Linked DNA regions of Rattus norvegicus: region 1 is linked to region 2. Evidence: chromatin contacts called from public Hi-C data. All regions are on one chromosome and are shown on one strand. Each heading gives the region's core, a stretch centred on a gene start, on an enhancer-like site or on the middle of the called end of the contact. The rest is flanking DNA. Distances are from core to core; before and after follow the strand shown. Region 1 has its middle 25 kb from the start of Trim29. Region 2 overlaps Arhgef12 (Rho guanine nucleotide exchange factor 12).

Evidence for each region. A called contact is a pair of places that touch in the nucleus more often than the background predicts.
Region 1: a Hi-C map of Schwann cells shows a contact between it and region 2, with 5 times the contacts expected there. The contact joins two enhancer-like sites. A contact is called at or near these places in 6 of 12 Hi-C or Micro-C datasets (Schwann cells, frontal cortex, hepatocytes and 3 more).

Annotation. Positions count from the first base shown.
Region 1 is chr8:52,552,242-52,556,483 of GRCr8, reverse strand. No RefSeq gene overlaps it. Among named protein-coding and RNA genes, the nearest start is that of Trim29, 25 kb to the left of the region's middle. Within about 2 kb of position 2,908, at least 15 of the 93 cell types and tissues checked have an H3K27ac peak or open chromatin away from gene starts, as enhancers often do. A contact at or near this core is called in Schwann cells, where this site is marked.
Region 2 is chr8:52,265,747-52,269,849 of GRCr8, reverse strand. It overlaps Arhgef12 (Rho guanine nucleotide exchange factor 12), which reads left to right. Exons shown (of 41, transcript NM_001013246.2): 27 at 1-44; 28 at 2,456-2,581. Among named protein-coding and RNA genes, the nearest start is that of Arhgef12, 100 kb to the left of the region's middle. Within about 2 kb of position 2,294, at least 15 of the 93 cell types and tissues checked have an H3K27ac peak or open chromatin away from gene starts, as enhancers often do. A contact at or near this core is called in Schwann cells, where this site is marked.

The sequences.
Region 1 (4,242 bases), core at 1,659-4,158, 290 kb before region 2:
AGAGAGAGACACACACAGAGAGAGAGACATACACACACACACAGACACACACACACACACACACACACACAGACACACACACACACGCTTTCAGTGTAAAAGCCTTTGGGTCTGGCATGGGGGCTGCCCAAGAACTCAGCTACAGACATGGGGAATGTGTCTATGGTCACAGCTAAGAGGTGGTGTGGCCGATTTGAGTGAAGCCTCAGAACAAACACATCCTAGAGTGGGAAAAGGTCCTCTGGAAAGGAAAGTTGGTCCAGGACGCAGTGAATGAAGTGCTTCCAGGCATGAGGAGAGGCTACACTGCCTGTCTCCCCCCCATAAGTGCACACCGCTGGGTTCTTGCTTAGTCAGTCAGTTGTTATTCTTTGTCTGGTTTAGTGTTCTGAATTGTGGAGTGTCCCAGTGGGGCCAGGGCTGGCCTTGAACTTGAAGCAATCCTCCTGCCTCAACCCCTCAAGTGATAGAATTACAAGCAGGAGCTGCAATGTTGAGCTGTTTTAAACGTTGCTGTTACTCAGGAAAGGAGTCCTGGTTTTGAGACAGGGTCTCATTCTAAAGCCCCAGCTGGTCTTGAACTTGCACCAATCCTCCTGCCTCAGCCTCCCAAGTGCTAGGATTTATAGGTATACACCAGCACGCCCAGGTGGTGTTTTAGGGGTTTGTTTTGTTTTGTTGTTGATGGTTGGTCGGCTTTCTGTGGGTTTGTTTGTTTGTTTGTTTGTTTGTTTGTTTGTTTGTTCGTTCGTTCTCAGGGTCTTGCTGTGTAGCCCAGGCTGAGCTGGAGTTTGCACCAACCTACCTGCCTCTGCCTCCAGAATGCTGGGATTCCAGGGGTGTTCTAACACACCCAGATAAATTCAGTAAGACTGTAGCCCTGACACCATGACCACTGGGACATCTCTAACGTCTCTAGTGACCCTGGCTGCTGTCTCAGAGCACCCTGACTCGAATCCATTCTCAGCAGTCACAGAGATCACTCCAAAACAAACATGCCTTGCCTGCCACCTCCCTCTGTTACACCCTGCCGACCTCCCTGCAGCAGCCTCCCACTGCTTTCAGGAGGCAGCCCCAAGTCGCTAAGATGACCAATAGCTGAGCAAAGTCTCACAGGCTATCACTCATAGCTGAGCTTATGAGTAGGCGCTTAATGAATGGATGGCCGTCTTCCACCAGTGACTTGACTCTAAATGTCACCTTCATGGCCACTGGCCTGGGGAAGCAAATCAAATTACTCAGTCCAAGGGAGGTCATCTCCAAACGCTATTCAAGCGGTAGGCATCTTTTTCTTTTTCCTAAGTGAAATGTAGAAAGAACCTCTGAGACAAAGGGCCGACAGAGGGGGCTTGAAGAGGGACCGAGAGGTGGGCAGACGTGCGCCCCGGTGCGGTGATGTGAGGCACTGCAGCGTGGCTGTCGGTCCGTGGGAGCGGTGGGAAGCCTGGGCCTCTCTGGCTCCCAGCGCTGACCGACCTGCCTAGGCTCGCTAGGCTTTGATGGCTGCCCCCCTCCCCCACATAGACCTGTTTTTTGGCCAGCGCCGGGATGTGTTTTATGATCGCCCTCGGATTCCCTGTAGCAGGGAGAGGGCTGCTCTCAAACACATATTCCAGCAAGGTTCCTGTTTTAAACCAGGTTCCTCTGTTGCATGTATTGGGGGTAGGGCTTCGCCCAGGGTACGGTTTCTATCAGGGTCAGTGTTTCTATCTCTAGAAGGGTGGCCCCTCCCTGGGGTAGGCATCAGACTGAATTCCTACGTTTCTGTAAACTCACAGTGAGCACCGAGCAGGCAATCAGCAAGAGTTTGTTAACCGGGCACAGTGGCACACTTTCTGCTCCCAAGTGTCTTCTGAAGCAGGTTTCTCTTGTCACCAATCTGGTGAAGAACCAGGGGCCCAGAGGACCAACTTCCCAGGATTACTCAGCTTGTGAGGAACAGGAACAAGGGTGCTAGACACTGACAATTCCCTGAGCTAGAGGGACTTTAAATAACTAGCTACAGGGCAGAGACCACCCTGACAGACAAGCCCAGCCCACCACAGAGCACCAGAGCAATGAAGGAAGCAACAGCGGGCCTCTGCCTGGAGCCTGAGGCTATCGGCTGCAGGGACAACTGCTAATGTGGCAGCTTCTGTGGCTGGCAGGATTTAGGTACTGCCCCCCTCAACCCCTGATTCCCAGAGTGCCCTAAGGAAGATCTTCTTGACCCTTGTCAGGGTAAAAAAATATAGCATCCATGACACACTGAACAAGGTGGTGAACTGCCCTCAGCCAGCAAGAAGGGTAAGACCACATTTAGGCCTGAGCATAGGTCTGTCTTGACCATGTGTACATTCATGACCGTGCTGTGGTCATGTGCGCAGTATGTGACCCACGGGACTCTGCTCTCTGGAGGTAGGACTTATATCCTCTAACCTCTGGCTAAGAATTCTGGTCTCCCACAGAAATCGTCAACCATACTGGTTCCCCACTTCCTAACCTTGCCCATTTCCCTAAGTCCCTATTACCACCCAGACTTGCAACTCCTTTCTCTGCTCCAGCTCTCCCTCAACCCAGCCCACAGCCCCACTTTCTATGCCATTCTTAGGAGCACAGATGCCAGGACCCTAGGATCCAGATTGCTGCCTCACAGGTTGAGCTGGCCAGTGCCAGGTATGATGCAGCAGAGTGGGCTGCCTGCCGTACCATGGCCACATCTCAGACCCCTTACCCATCACAGAGGTGTACAGACAATGGACAAGCCCTGCCAAATGTCCCAGGACTGAGAGCAGGTGGGGCAGGGAGACCATTGACACCTGAGCTCCAAGAGCTCCGTCTCCTTGGGCCAGCTCTAGCATGTTACAAGGAGAGGTCCCACCCTGCTTCTGGGCAGGATCCCAGCACAGGAGGCCACCCCACCCCCAGTGGCCTGAATCACTCAGCCAGTGGCTGCTTGATTCATCCAGCTCATTCTTGGCTCGGGCTGTTCCTCTTCAGGATGAAGGAAGAAAACAAGGGCTGGTGTGGGGCCAGCTCTCCTGAAAACAGTTAGAGCACATGATCAGAGTCACAGATACATAAGGCCACACCCAACTTCTTTCTCCAACAATTTCCTGGCTGTCCTCCTTGGAGAAGCATGCACAAGGGAGAGAAAGGGAAGGTGTTCAGGCCCAGGTCTCTCAGGAGACTCCTATAAGAGCTGGGTGGGTGACAAAGGGACTCAAAAGAGACACACACAACTGTCACCCACCCCTGGCCAAGTCTGGAAATAGAGGATTGAGGTAGCATCCAGTTCCATGGCCCTAACTCATGTCTCCCAGGCCAGTGGGATCCCTACAGCCCGTGGTCTCCTCTTTAAGAATAGAAGGGTGGGGCTGGAGAGATGGCTCAGTGGTTAAGAGCACTGACTGCTCTTCCAGAGGTCCTGAGTTCAAATCCCAGCAACCACATGGTGGCTTGCAACCATCTATAAATAAAATAAATAAATCTTTAAAAAGAATAGAAGGGTGACAGATCATTCCAAGTCACGCCAGGGGCCACAGATCCAGTTCTCTTGTTTGCAGAGCAGGCTTGCTAAAAAATATAATAAAAACCAGATGTGGCCAATCGACTTTCTTTCGCCCCACCTAAGATGATATGTAACTCTCTCCACCCTAAGAACCATTATCAGCTCGGGGTCCAAACTCTGCTTCCAGTAAAACACAGTAGGTTCCCTTCTAACTATGTGACATGGGAAAGAGGTCCTCTTTCCAGCGATGGCCAGCCTTTCTTTGACTGGTTTTCCATGCTAGACCTTGGGATAAGCATCTGTCCCCTTGACTAGCACAACCTGCTGGTACATCCCATTTCACAGGTGAAGAAACTGAGGCCTTGTGGGGGTAATGTAAGGCTTCTAGTAAGTGCAACTAGAAGGTGGGCAGTAGCTGAGCTTGCGTCATTGCTTCTCATAGTAGGGGCTGCTGCCTAAAGCACCTCCCAGACCTTTCAGTGAACCAAGATGTAGTTCCCATTTTCACCACAGGGTGTCGCCACACCACCGCTCAACCAGCCTCCCAGGGCAGGCTCAGTCAACTCCTCTCTGCCCTGGGTCTGGTTCCTGCTACTACTCTAACCTGTGTCCTGCCTGCTTTGTCAGGCTCTGACTCCCGGCAAAGAATGATGACAGCTGGGTGGCCCGGAACAGGAGTCTTGCTTCCCATATAGGCCCCTAGTCTAAAGCCCCTAGGTGGCTTCCTCTCCGACCTTCCTCAATCCCACCAT
Region 2 (4,103 bases), core at 1,045-3,544:
AGACCTCAGTTATTGATCATATTGGGGAAGATCTGCTCCTTTGGGTAAGGAAATCGAGAACGTCTTTTAAATATTTTTATAGACATTAGATCAGATTCTGGGGTAAGTAATAAATGTATCCAAACTAAACACATCCATTTTGCAGAGTTAATATGCAAAGTCGAAAAGGGTTCCACATATTATTTTATTGGTTAGTTTGTTCTAATCAGTATGCAGTCAGACTAAGTGCTCCGTCTCATTGAGATGCAGGTACACTGGTTCCTTGTCTCAAAGGAGAGAGAGTAGTGCATCCTGTCAGTTTAAATGTTTGCCATCTTCTGCTGTTCAGATCTTTTAAATGTTTGCCATCTTCTGCTGTTCAGATCTTAAACACGTATAATATTAGGCAATTATACTTCATAAGTGTCAGTAGTGAAAACGACTTAAACTTATTCCCAATATAAGGACAGAATTCAGAGGCTGTGATAACTGTCACCTCCCTGTCTTTGTCTAACTGTACTGATTTATTTTGTTGTGTGTATATGATTGTCTTGCCTGTCTGTGTGTATGTGTGTGTACCATTGCACGGCTTGTGCCCGCAGAGGTGAGAAGAAGGCGTTAGACCCAGTTTGGGTTCCCTGGAGATGTTAGCCGTAGGTCGTTCGGAACTGAACCTAAGCCCTCAGAGGAGCAGCAAGTGCTCTTAGCCATGCAGCCGTCTCTCCAGCCTCCGATTGTCAACTGTTGAACAAACTGTATAGTTCTAGAGACAGTGGCGTTTAAGACACATGACTTCTGCTGTCACCCAGTGCATGGTGGGAAAACTGTGGGAGTCTGGTTGTTTTGCTTTAGACAGGGTCTCAGCAGTTAGACCTGGCAGGCCTGGTATTTTGTAGCTTCAGTTGATCTTGGACTCACCCAGATCTGCCTGCCTCTGCTCTCAAGTGCTGAATTGAGAGGTGGGGGCAGGGAAGAGAGAAGAGAGAGAGTGTTTAGAGAAATTTTCTCAGTCTTGGCCCCGTAGGAGACCGCAGACCTGCTGGGATCCCGGCATTTTCTCAGTAAGCCCAGCTGTTCTGTGTTCCTAGTTCCTGACAGACAGCATGCCTGCCGTTAGCCTTGCCAGTCTCGTCCTTCAGCACTTACTTTCAGTGCTAGTGATTGAAATCAGGGCCCTGTGGGTCTGACACAAGTGGTTCAACTGCTGGGCCACATTCCTAGCCTGAGCATCCTATCCATAAGAAAATAACAGTATAAACTTTGACCAACCAGTTTGAATACTATTTTATGTAACCTACTTGAAGAACATAATTCATCTACAGATAAGCTACAAAAGAACATTTTATAGAATGCCTTCCCATGTGATAGAGTTTTAGAAATTGGACTGTTGTACAGAAAGTCCTCTTGGCTAAGTACAGAGCACTTGTTTGTAAAGTGTAAAAGTGGTGGGAAAGCGAGCTTCGAAGTTCTGTGTGCAATACCCACACTCAGGACACAGGCAGGATGGCTGGGGGTGTGAGGCAGCCTGGATAGCCTAGTGCAGTGGTTCTTAGCCTGTTGGTCATGGCCTCTTTGGGGGAATGGACTGACCCTTTTGCAGAGGTCGTCTAAAACCATCAGAAAACACAGATATATGCATTACGGTTCATAACAGCAGCAAGATTACAGTTGTGAAATAGCAACCAAGATAATTTTATGCTTGGGGGTCACCACAACAGGAGGGACTGCACTAAAGGGTTGCAGCATTAGGAAGGTTGAGAACCACTCCCAAGCAAAAATAAACAAAATAGAGGTGATAGTATACAGCTGAAAAGGTATGTTTGCCTTCTGAGACCGCCTCATGGTAAAGCAGCTGTTAAGCATTTCATTGAGAACCTCCAGGTGAGGGTCTGAGTAAACCTACAGACGGATTATTACAAACAAATTTATGAGAGGAAGATACTAGGAAGAGGCATACCATGTATGCGTATATAATATGTAGTTGCAAAAGAGATTTGTAAGTTCATGGATCTATGCCCAGTCCCCCTTTAGTCCCTGCACAGGTGACACAGTGGAGAATTTTCTTTCTGTTCCCACTCAACTTGTGATCGAAGTGAGTAGGAAGGAAAGCTCCTAACACACGGATTGCGAGTGTTCTTGTAATGGAGTCAGAGTCTATAGAAATGAAACAGTAATCACAGTCTCCAGACATTTTGTGTCTCGTACTCTCCAGATGTCAACCTTTCTAATTTGCAAGCAGTGTAGACTGAGAGATAATACATTAGGCTACTGGCACAAAAACGTTGGCACATGGCCTGTGGTGTCAGGGTGAGTCATCCATGTGGCACCATTGTTCCTGCCTCTATGTACAAAGCCCGTCTCTTGCATTTAAGGATGTTCCCTGGGATGTCGAAAGGACTGTGGCTGCCTTCATCTCACTTGGCCTCACGGGTGGATGCTCAGTGTTTCTTTCTCTTTCTCTGTGTTCTTGGCACAGTTCAGTGGACCAGGGGAGGAGAAGCTGAAGCACGCTGCTGCCACATTCTGCAGTAACCAGCCTTTCGCCCTGGAAATGATCAAGTCTCGCCAGAAAAAGGATTCTCGATTCCAGACTTTTGTGCAAGTGAGTTGAGCAAGTTATATGACCTCTGGACAAGTTTTGTACTAATTATAGAATAAACTTGAAGAATTCTGACTTACAACGTTCATCTATGATAATATTAATCCCCCCATTTATGTTTTTATCTTTTGAATATGGGTGTTTTGCCTGAATATATGTTTGGGTACCAAGTCTGTGCATGGTTCTGAGAGGCCATTGCGTTCCCTGGGACTGGATAGATGTCAGCTGTTGTCACATGGGTGCTGGGAATCGAACCTGGCTCCTCAGGAAGAGCAGCCGATGCTCGTAACCACTGAGCCATCTCTCCAGCCCCACCCAATATGTCAGCATTTAAAAAGAGCTTTATATTGTGTCTTGAATCACTGAAAGGAATAAAGATGTCTTTGGAATGATGAATAATAAAAAATATACATGAAAATTGAAACGTTTGACATAGACATCCATGTTTCCCTAGCAGCTTTAATTAGGAAAAGCCACATTCAACTGTTCGGTGTCTCGGCAGGCCCTCTCCACTGAGCGATGGGCCTAGCCCTTCTTATAGCTTTTTGTGGTAGGGTCTTATTGAGTTGCCCAGGCTTTTGCTCTGCCTGTGTCTCATGCAGCCATGAGTTTGCAGGCCTGTGCCAGCAGGCCTGGCCCATAGTCACTGAGGAAGAGCACATCGCTCAAGTTTGAGATGGTGGTTTTATCAGGCGTGGGAGGGTTGTGGTGGTACTGGGGTAGGGCTAGGGTAGATAAGAGGCTGTCTCCAGCCACCTGCTGGTTTATAAATAGAGATCGTTGGACACCATGCATTTGTTATGCTGCTGCATTGGTAAGCAGCAGTCACAGTGCATGTGGTTTAAGAGTATGGCTACAGTGTAACAGGATCCTCCCCCTTGGATCTTATCAAATGTGCTCTGAGTTGCAACCCTCACCTGAAGCTTGTTTAAGCCAATGGCTGATTTTTTAAAATTAATTTATTCTATTTATTTTTTACTTTTTGTAAATGCAAAATGAGGTTCTGCTTTCTGGCTCGTTGTTGGCTCCCCAGGCTACCTGTCTCCTCCTGTGGACTTTGAGCTGTCCACAGAGGTGGATTTTTGCTTTTTCTTTTTTTCCAAGCTAATAGGAATGCTTTTCTCTGGTCCAGATTGCTTTTAAAGTTTAGGGCTGAGAGATGGCTCGGTGGCTAAGAGCACTTGCTGCTCTCACAAGGACAAGAATTGGGGTCCCAGACACCTCTGAGCAAGTTAGACCGAGCCTCCTCTTTTTGATTCAGAATCAAGTGATAGTAAACTAATTATAGAATAGACTCCACCCACACTCAAGGGGATGGAATCACATATTCCCATTTATATACCCGAGAATGGGGATCTTGGAGGGAACCTCTTTATATTTTATTACATAAAGCCATGTCCATTCACCTATTGCTACCCTTCATTATAACAGCAGACTCAGTTGTCTGAAGACTAGCTCACAGAGTCTGAAGTGCACATTGTCACGTTATTTAAAGGTGTGTAGGCCCCTGATGCATGTAAGCTAG